Regions from separate parts of the Anas platyrhynchos genome. Here region 1 is linked to region 2. A link is a contact called in public Hi-C data. All regions are on one chromosome and are shown on one strand. The core of a region is the stretch at or near the end of the contact, and the rest is flanking DNA. Distances in the headings are between cores, read along the strand shown. Region 1 overlaps EML6 (EMAP like 6). Region 2 overlaps ACYP2 (acylphosphatase 2).

What was found. Hi-C and Micro-C count contacts between places; a contact is called where the count stands out from the background.
Region 1: a Hi-C map of liver shows a contact between it and region 2, with 4 times the contacts expected there. The contact joins two enhancer-like sites. A contact is called at or near these places in 2 of 8 Hi-C or Micro-C datasets (liver and subcutaneous adipose tissue).

Annotation. Positions count from the first base shown.
Region 1 is chr3:4,366,463-4,371,655 of IASCAAS_PekinDuck_T2T, forward strand. EML6 (EMAP like 6) reads left to right here. Exons shown (of 41, transcript XM_038175865.2): 11 at 508-675; 12 at 1,539-1,645; 13 at 5,189-5,193. Among named protein-coding and RNA genes, the nearest start is that of EML6, 72 kb to the left of the region's middle. Within about 2 kb of position 3,244, at least 2 of the 8 cell types and tissues checked have an H3K27ac peak or open chromatin away from gene starts, as enhancers often do.
Region 2 is chr3:4,050,100-4,055,314 of IASCAAS_PekinDuck_T2T, forward strand. The region is part of intron 3 of ACYP2 (acylphosphatase 2); the gene reads left to right. Among named protein-coding and RNA genes, the nearest start is that of ACYP2, 9.9 kb to the left of the region's middle. Within about 2 kb of position 3,807, at least 2 of the 8 cell types and tissues checked have an H3K27ac peak or open chromatin away from gene starts, as enhancers often do.

The sequences.
Region 1 (5,193 bases), core at 1,994-4,493, 320 kb after region 2:
GCGTAGCTCTGTGTGGGCTATTTACTTCATATTTGTAGTAGGCTGTGAATTTTTTAACATAGGTTGTTTCCTCGTTAATTGCACTGTACCACACATAAAGCCAATAAAACTAAATATGATAACCTTTTGGCTTTCTATGATCTTCAGTGTTTAAGTTGATATTATATAAGTATTATTTTTTGATAGTGCATTTGAATAAATGTATGTAGTTTATTTTTATAATTCATACCAGTATTAATGTCCATAAAGATGAAAATTTAACCCTATCTGTAGCTACTACCTCCTGCCAAGATTTAAGTATTTTTCTGAAAACTGAAGTGACCATATTGTTACTTTATAACATGTATTTTATATTAAAATTATAATTAGCATCACAATATCAAAACAGACATTTAAGTATTTTTTGTAGCTTTCTTTTCAGTTTCAGTTGGAAAGCCTGCCTTCATTAGTTACCATGTTAATTTTGTTTTTCTTCTTACATATTAACAGTTCTATTTTTCACTTTAGGAGCTAAATTTAGAAAATATGTTGGTCATTCAGCACATGTAACCAATGTCCGATGGTCCCATGACTTTCAGTGGGTTTTAAGTACAGGAGGTGCTGATCACTCTGTCTTTCAGTGGCGATTTATCCCTGAAGGGATAACAAATGGCATCCTCGAAACAGCTCCACAAGGTAAAAGTGATCTCTTCTAAATTATTTATTAAATAGGATAACAGAGAATGCAGCAATTATGCAAAAGCTTTTATTGAATTAGCAGAAAAACATTTTTTTTATTGCAATTCCATGGAATGACATCGACTCAGTATGTCTGTGACAGTTTTACTTCTTACAGGCAACCATTTCTTTCTGCAGTGTGCTATGTTGTATGTTTAAGAATACACAAGTAGTATTTGCCAAAGCGTATAAAAAAACAGCTTAGATGGAGATAACTAGATCAAATTCAGTTTTCAGAATTAGCCATCTAACTTGCCTTCAGAAGCCTGACTGCACACATTGAATTACTTACATTTGCAATGCAAATTCACGCTTTTATTATATGTGATAGATTTTCCTGCTATATCCATGATATTTAAAATATTTTACAAAAGCCATACAAACTATGGCAGTTGCTGAAAATTTGATTGCCCTCAACACAAGGGCAAAAATTCACTCTACCTACGTAATTGGTAAAATGCTTATGTTATAGCAAATCTTTTTATACATGGAAAGTGATCACACTGAAAGATTTTATTTACCATTTCTGTATGTACTCACTCCAGTGCCTATTAATAACACATTCTTTAAGATGATGGAAATGTGCTAGTAACTACTTACTTACTCTTTTTCCCTCTGCCACCATCCCGTCCCAGGCATTGAAATAGGAGAAACAGAAATGAAACCTGATGCACTCAGTCAGCCCATAAGATTTTTACAAGCTGCTTATTTTTCCAAAGTTGTTGAATACTAGTTTGCATATAGTCTAAATTATAATAAAAACGTCACATACTATTTCCTTGTAATTAGATGTCTGTTATATATGAATTATTTTTATGCAGAGGGTGGCATTGATTCCTACAGTGAAGAGTCAGATTCAGATTTATCTGATGTGCCAGAGTTAGATTCTGACATTGAACAGGAAGCTCAAATCAACTATGATCGCCAGGTGAGTAGAAATTAATACGTTGTGCCAATTGCCTGACAAGTTATCATGAGTATTCAGTAAAGATGAGTAAAAGAAGCTTGCAGCTAATTCATGAGCCTACTGTAAGAAGATTATTTTGACAGTATTCTGCTGATTATGCAATAAATATAAATAAAACCAGTTTATTTATCTGTGGATGAGAATTTGAAAGGGTTGGAAGAAAAATACATTGGTGTATATATAATTATATATTGAAATAAGAAAATATCTTATAGAGCACAAAGTTAAACATTTTGTGAGAGCTTATCACTACTTCCATTCCTATGATGTGTGCTAATGAAGACAGTTCAAATCAGATTCAGAAATTTAATTTGTAAAATAGAGATGATGGAGTTTTCCTATGACTTCTGCATATTCAAAGCAGAATAATCCTCTTAATGAATATGAAGCCTGTACAATACATTTATTTATGACAGATTATTTTTATTACCAATGACAAAATGTCCAAGAATTAAAATCTCTCTAGTTTATGAGAACAAAGTAAAACCAGTCTTTACTGATCACTTAATACACTGAATTTTCTTTCTGTTTTCAATACAACTACTTTCTTAGATAAATTAAAATAGATTGCTTCCATGCAAGAGAAAAACAAATCAAATGAGCAGTCTTTTCTGCATTGATTTTTTTCAGGAACTGTAGTATGACGTTCCACTCTTTAACCTGATCTTTCGATGTTGATTTATAACACATGTTCTATTATTTTAATTAAAATTTAAAAAAATGTAATGAGTATTCCTTTAGCTTTGATTTTTAAAGCGTTTGGAATTCTGTTAAATTTTAATTGAACTTTATAGAATGATTTATCCTGGCTCATGTTCTGTCTGTGCATGAAACTGATTCTGCTTTGGCCAGTGTCATTAAGTATTATTTAGAATCCTGTTGATTACTTTCCTTAACAGGAGAAACAAATAAGAGTTTGGAATTGTCTGATTCAGATCCACTTATTTGCAAAGTTGAAACAACGTACTGTTTCTATATAAAAACCTATTTCATTAACACAGTTGAACAAAAATGTTGTATCTTCACTTCAAGTATCAAGTTCTACTCAGTGAACAACAGAAAAACAAAACTCACTGTTCTCTATCTCTTGCAATCATGCTCCAGGTGCTTCCCTTACGTTCTCGATGGACTCCTGTTGATCTCTCTCCTGATAATTTGTCAACTTCTGAGTTTGCCATTCACTCGACCTCAGTCCTTAATGAAAATGTTCTGTTACATAGCTTAGCTTCTTCCTGTTTTTATATGAGCTCCGTGTTTCGAATAGTGGCTTCTATACCTTAAAAATATCATAACAATTTCTATTCATCTTGAATAAATGATGTCTCCCAATACCCTTCAGCTCTGATAAAGGCCTGACCATGTACCCCAATTGATCCAGACTTGGATCTTGGGTCTTGGCTTGATTTAGGGCCTCCTACATCACATTTACCAATGTCTGGCAACTACTGGGCTGTGGCTTTGTGAGCTCTGGCAGTCAGTTATGGTAGCTGTCCCGGGTTACTGTCTCCAGAGCAGATTCTGACTTGCTGACTCAATGTGTCAGCTTGACCTTGGATCTGCATTGTCACTGTAGGCTTGTCTGGTGATCAGGAGTCTTGGCTGAATTTACTAAGTGCTACGTAAACACTGATCTTTTTATCAGTCTGTGACGTCGGAGGGTGCTATTATCTTTGTTTTGAAGACAAGGAAACATTCATACCAAATGGTTTGCTTGCTCTTCTGATTTTGGCTTCCATTTTAAAATACTTGAGACCTGATTTTTCAGGAGTCATTATCATTGTGAGTAGACTATTAATTATCGCCTTGACATGTTACCTTATCAATTTCAATGGTGAAAGGTCAAAATTTCCACAGACCAGAACTAGAATCTCAGACTAAGTGCCCAAAGCATGCAAAATACACAAGGAACTTCCAGTTTGTTTGAGTGACTTCATGGCTGCATGTAGCTGCTCTCTAGAGCGCTGATGGGGTCACCCTCTAACATTCTAGACTTTAGGAAAAGGGCTATCTTTTGTCTTCTCACCACACTTTCTAGATCCTGTATTATGTGATGTAGGTCCTTCAGACAGCAGCTTATTCTACCTGTTTATTATAGCGATCTATTTTGCTTGCCAAGTGAAGCAGAGGTTTGTCAAATTTTCTCTCCACCATTTCATTTACTCCAAGTCTGTCTGGAGTGCTTGTTCCAGCCTCCTCCTCCTCCTCCTGATTCTCCCTCTGAATTCAAATCAGACATCCTCCTCCTCCACACTGTCTATGTGTCAAAAAGGACGTCTGGAATTAAAACCTGAAAATGGAAAAAATAGTTTTAGGCAGTTAAACTGTAATATTTCACACAGGCTAATGTATGACAAAGCTAGAAGCAACTTAAAATAGGATTTATACAGGAAATGTGAGACAACATCAAGCATATAAGCTGCACTTAGAAGAAAATCACTCTTTAGAGGAAATAATTTACAAAAGCACATGGAGACTTAAAAACACGGATCTTATTTTGAGACGTGGATTTGTTCTTCTTTTTTAAAAAATTTGTGGCTGAAGCAGTGTAAAGACTTCTGCGTATTCAGATGCATTAGAAAATGATACTCCTGGTATTCTTTTTTATTGGCAGCATTCACTGAGGAGGTAAATGGATGAGAACACTAAGGACAAAATACATTTCATATGAGTGACAGACAAAATGTGTTAAGGTTCTATTTAGCTACCATATCAAAAACCCATCTCAAGTTATATGAACGTTGTTCTGGTAAATATCCAATACTCTATCTCTGCAGTCACATATGTTTCTGTGGAGTTGAAATTTTCATTGTCCTTTTGGGGGAAGAGAAAAAAAAGGCAAACAAAAAAAGAAATGTGGGGACAGAAAACAAACAATAAGGCTGTATGTCAGCGTTATAATGGATTTTGTTTAGTGCCACGGCTTTCAAGAGGCTTCAAACATCTTCAGCATCCTCAAAGAATGTCATAATTTCTGAAAAATGTAGATGCATGGTAATTTGTGACTTTAGTTTTGTCTATAGGGCTGTAATTGTGCTTCACAATTCTGGACACAATGGCAAATCACTTAAGTGCTGTTGGTTTGTGTGTATTTCACCATAATCCCTAGCTAGAATTAGTTCATTATGTCCAGCTTTGACTGTGTACACTGAAATACATATGAAGTTAAAAAGACACTTAGAGACTTAAAAAGTGTTTGTCAGTATTTTAAATCCTTTTCATTAAGTGGCATCTTGTAGAAAAAGTACGTTCTTATGATGCTACTCCAGAGTGATGTTCTGAGCCCCTCATGTGTCAGGGCACATGAAATGTTTTCCTATCTGGAAAACATTTATTATCAGAAGTTCTGCAGGGATGGATAATGACTTGCTCTTTGTTGTAACAGATGAACATCACATTAACAGTATATCAAGTTGTAATACTTGCTTGAAACAGTGACTTTCTTGTATATATATAAATATTCAGAAAACTAGAGCTGTGCAATTAACTTTAACAATTATTATTCAGGTTTA
Region 2 (5,215 bases), core at 2,557-5,056:
TTGAGTTAACTTATTATATTCACTCTGTTACTGGATTAGAAGCTTTCTTTTCAAAGATGGTATTGTGTTGTTTTTTTTTTTTTTTTTTTGTGGCTGGGGTGAAACAGTTGTTTTAATCTATAATGAATAATATATAATGAGTATTCTGTTCATGCATCGTAAGCTCTTTCCGTGGATGTTCAGACTTGCACTCCTATGTTGTGATGCTGTGGGCTCTTCCTGCTTGTTTCCTTTTTGCTAAAGGAACAAAGAAAATCAGTCTGGAAAAAAAAGTCTGGCAAATATTCAGAACTTTATGAAAGAAAAGAGGCTTTAAAACAAGCAGCTGATGTTCCATGTTTGCAAGCTATGACCATTCTGATGAGAGAGGGTCCTGGACAAAAAGTTCTCCTTCCCTGTTTTCAGTCTATAGCATTTTAGCTATAGTGACTAGAAAAGAAGCCATCTAGGGCACCAAAACCAATCTATTTCAGCTCTCAAGTCTCCCAGCAATCATTTAATGAGATTTCAATAATGATATTTTTGCAGCAGGTTTGGTCTGCTGTGTAGGGACTCCTGTGAAATCCTATTATGCTGCACAAATGCTGATCCTAAGCCTCTGGTTTTGCTTGTCATATGCAGTATGCAATTCTTTTAAATTTGATGTTAAGGCCGCTACTAGAAACTACTATGGACAGTACAAGTATATACTTCAACTTCAGACCATGTAGACAAACTTATATGATTACGGAGTTCTAGGGCTTTAGGATAATGAGATGGCTTCTGTCTGCTGGTCTGACATCTCCCTAACCTGTTCTGCTTTTGCAGACTGTGGAGCTGGAGCCTGGAAACTTGTGTTTTCCTCAAGGTACTGAGAAGACTCTGGTCCTGAGTGAGCTCTGTGGAGGCTTTGTGGACCCAGGAATGTTGGAAGCACTGGTGTTTAGCAAGCATGTGCACTGCAGCTGTCCTGGGACCAAACTTTGAAAGCTCAGGCTCCCCAGCAGCCTCACAGACGACCTGGCAGCACATTTTAATGTAAATTTGTTTGGAAAGCAAATCCTGCTAGCTCCTATTTGAGAGAAAAATTAATTTTTTTTTTGCTCAAAAAATCATTTTGAAGATGAACATGTTCACTCTTAGATTAGTTGCATGTCTTCCGTTAGATCACACCTATACTCTGGGAATTGTGTACACAAATTTGTATTTGTGCTTTTGCAACTGGCTGTTGCCCATGCTACACTTTGTTTGGCTGGGAAACTGCTTGAGCTGTATTACTCAGCTTTGGAGATAAAAAAAATTGATCCTTGTTGCTTGTCCCAAATATCACTTGATGTCTACTTATGCTTAAAAAAAATCAAACAAAGAAAAACAACAAGCACAAACACCACCACCAACCAACCAACCAACCAAAACGCATAGACTGTGGTCAGCTTCATGAAAGTTGAGGCAGACAGGGTTCCCATGATACATTGGAAAATGACTGCTGTGCCCTCAAAATCCCACTGATGTTAAATGGTACAATGTGAAAAACCTGATAGGCTGTAGTTAGTCAGGGCCCTATTCTGCCTCATTACCAGGTAAGAGATTCCCACTGCCTAGGAGTAGACAGTAAAATTAAGCAATAAAGCCAGGGAGTGTGAGTATTAATGTAAAAATAGAACACCATAGCATGGAGAGGAACTGACTGGCACAGTGTCACAGGAAGCATCTTGCAAACCATCCAAGTTGTTTCCCAGTTCCTGGTCCACGATTTCACCACTCTATTCTTCTTGTCTTTCTTGTCCTCTGTAGCTTAAAACAAAACCATTCAACCTATTTCTTTGCTATTAATGAGAAAACCAATGCCTTTGTAGTTTTTGCATGATAGAAATGAAGTGGTTATGTATACCAGCTGTCAATTTTTCTTGTTAAGTGCTAGTATTGATAATAATTAATTGGATAATTACACAGAAATTTTCTTTTTGGCTAGTGTCCATATGGACAGTATAGGCAGGAAACTCAGCCCCGGCAGTGGGGAGTGGAACATACAAGCAATACAAGCAATTAATTGTTTCAGTGAGCACTTGTAAACAAGGTCAGCTCAGCAGGCGTTTGGGAAATCTCTTATGAAATGTGATGCTGTCTTCATTATCCTTCTAAAGGGTTTTGGTGTAAGACCAAACCAGCAGGCAGGATTTCTCTGCTAGGCTGTTTAAGCACATACAACAGGTTTCTTGGGACTTTCAAGATCCAGGGATAAATATTTAAAAGCAAAGAAAAAACTGGACCTGTACTCTTTTCTTTGGGGAAAAAAAAAAGTTTTTCATCTTAAAGCTGTTCCTTTGCCTGGGACAAAGGAACACAATTATTCACTGAATCTAGGCTAACAAAAATCCATTTAAGTTAGTGCCTGGGTTATAATTTCTAAGCTATTATTAAAGGAGTCTTTCCTATTATTCCCAACCAGAAATATGTAGGGGGCTGACAACCTAAATATTGAGCCCCATGCGTCATGAGAAATACTGGATATTTTATTTTATGTTGGGAGCAATCAAAAGACTTAAACTCTCTCTAAGCTTTCTACTTGTCAATCATGGAAGGTGTGCCTGCTGGAGATGAGGGGGAATTGCAAAGCATGGAACACATGGGAGCTGGGCACGAAGCAGCCCATTGGTGGGAGAAGTGCCAGTGCTTGCTCTGCGATGTTGTGCCGCCATGTGGGGTGGGTACGGAGGGAATGCTGGCACTGCAGGGGCTGCTGTGGCCTGGGCAGGGATCCCACCTGCCAGGGACCTGTCTGGCGCCTTTCTCCTGGCAACAGTGCCCCTAAGGCTAAAGGCTGTGTGCTACAGGCTCTGCTCTTCTGGGCCCTCCCAATGGAGAAAATGAAGTTCATGGCTTTAGCTGGAGTCCTGCATGGAAACTTGTCTACTCCCAAAGGGATTGTGTCACTGGGAACGTGACTCCCCGCAGAAAGGCATAAAAGGTCTGTTACTGTGTGCTTTGGAAACAGAACTTATTTAATGCTTCAAATGTTTTACCAACTAACGTGGCTATCAAAAGCTATGGCATTAATCTTGAAATGGATAGCTTCTGTATGAACATGGAGCTCAGGTGTCTCTAGCAGGACTGTTGGTGCAAGGGCCTGTCTGTGCATATTTCCCTGACTGAAGCATGACAGTTGTTATGGGAAACATGTTTGCCTTGCTCTGTTCATCATCTGTTCAAAGGTTTGGCATGTGCTGTTGAGATACAGGGCACTTGACAAAAACAGCATTTTTTTCCCTCAGTTTTACCAGGTGATGTGTTGTCAAACCCAGTATTCTTTTGGAAGAAAAGGGAGAGAAATGGCACAGTACTGAAGGCAATAAAAATGTAGTGCCTCTGGGCGATGTGAGTCTGTCCCAGGGTAGCCAAGTGTTTGTTTACAGCAGTGGTTTCCCTAGTAGGGGGTTGCTTGCTGCTGACCTTAGAGAAAAACCTCAAAGGACGAAGTGGGAAAGGACAGGGAATTTATAGTACTTTGAATAATGCATTGTTGTCAAAGTATATCTGATATGTAGCGAGTGTAAATTTTTAGCAGCTGTCAGTAGGTAGAAATAAGTTCTCTGATCGACACCTCCTAAAATATAATCCAGAATTGTCATGTTCAGCTGGTCCCAAGATCAGGCAAATCCACAAGTGAAAGCTGGCAGCAGTGAAATGAACATGAAGGGGGTGACACAGGCTTGCCCGAGGCTGGGATGCACAGTCCTTTTTGAGCTCCTGTTGGTGGCTTGTTTAGAACACGTTGATTGGTAACCCGCTTCTCTCAAACAGCTTCCTTGCTCTTAAAGCAGGGTAACCTGCAGTGGCTTCTGGAACTAATCTCAAGGCCATAACTAAATACAGGAGTCTGAAGTGGAAGAGCTGTGCATATTTCCCTCCAGCATGCTTTGTTTAGCAGGCAAGCATAACATGTTCTCTTCATTGTTCATGCAGTCATCTCGGTCTCTATAGCAAACTGCACCTTTAAAAATAAGTTCCTACATAATTAAAGAAAAAAATGGTTGTCCTTAACTGTGTAACATAAATCTGTTACCTTATTTAACACAAGCATTTATGTTTTAATAGGTAGTATTTAAGAAAATTCTGCTTAATTCTTAACAGATGAAGTACTCTGATAAACGCTGCCACAAAAGAAGTTGTTAGTTCTGGTTCTATAGCCAGGTCAAAGAAAGAGTAAGGCAGGAGAACCAAGCACTAAACGATGTTGTCCTTGATTCTGTCACTTCACAGCAGAAGAGGAGCTGTCTTTATACCAGCAGACATGGAAATCCTTGAACACTTTTGCCTTCCCAGTTGCTCTGGCCCCACTACAGCTTGGCAGAAAACACGATTTCTCTTGTGGCTATCTAAAAGTTTTGGCTGCTTGTACTGCTGTAGTGGTACAAACTGACTGGAGGACAGAAACTCTTCCCCATGAAATATAAGCAATCCAAAGATATTTACAAATAAAGGAGAGGCTACTCTCATAAATTGAGGGTTTTCTCAAAGCATACAGATCTTGATGGAAAGTTTCTTTTTTCACCTTTCATAAAGAAAAAAGAAGTAGAACTTTGAGGATAACAGCTGTAACTTAAGCTCTATATAAAGAGGGCCGTTCCTCAAGCAAATAAACTTTGATATGTTTTAGGTTTGAATTTGGTGAATAAAATAACTTTATGGAGATCAACAGGCTGTTCTGTGAAGCTTGTCTTCAGGCACACTGACTGCTTAATTCAGTAATGACCCAGTGATCGTGTCTTGCTTGACTGTATTGCCAACTAAGATTTTTGTGACAGTACTTCACCTCTTTTCTTAAAGCCTCAGTCCTTGGTACAAACTTATGTAGGAATTGAATTTCTGTTTATAAAAATAAATAAAATGTTCCCAGCCTTGCATGTCATAGAAAAATAAGCTCTGTTAAGATGATGCCAAAACCCAAAGGCAATCAAAGACTGAATTTTATTTGAAAGATCTCATATGATTTTTCCTGGTCATCTGATTTTTCTGGCACTTGATTAATCAACCTGGATGTGTGGGATTAGCAATAATGTTTAGTGAAAAGAGGACAGTAAGAGCATTAGGAATAGTTTCCAGCTGTTTCTTGTTCTGTGCTGTAGGTTCAGTGCACATTTTGTTGCTCCAAACACTTGATATCTAGCTGTGCAAGTAATGCCAAGATATGTTTGTCTTATTACGCTGTGTCTGATTATAGCAATGCTAATGACAA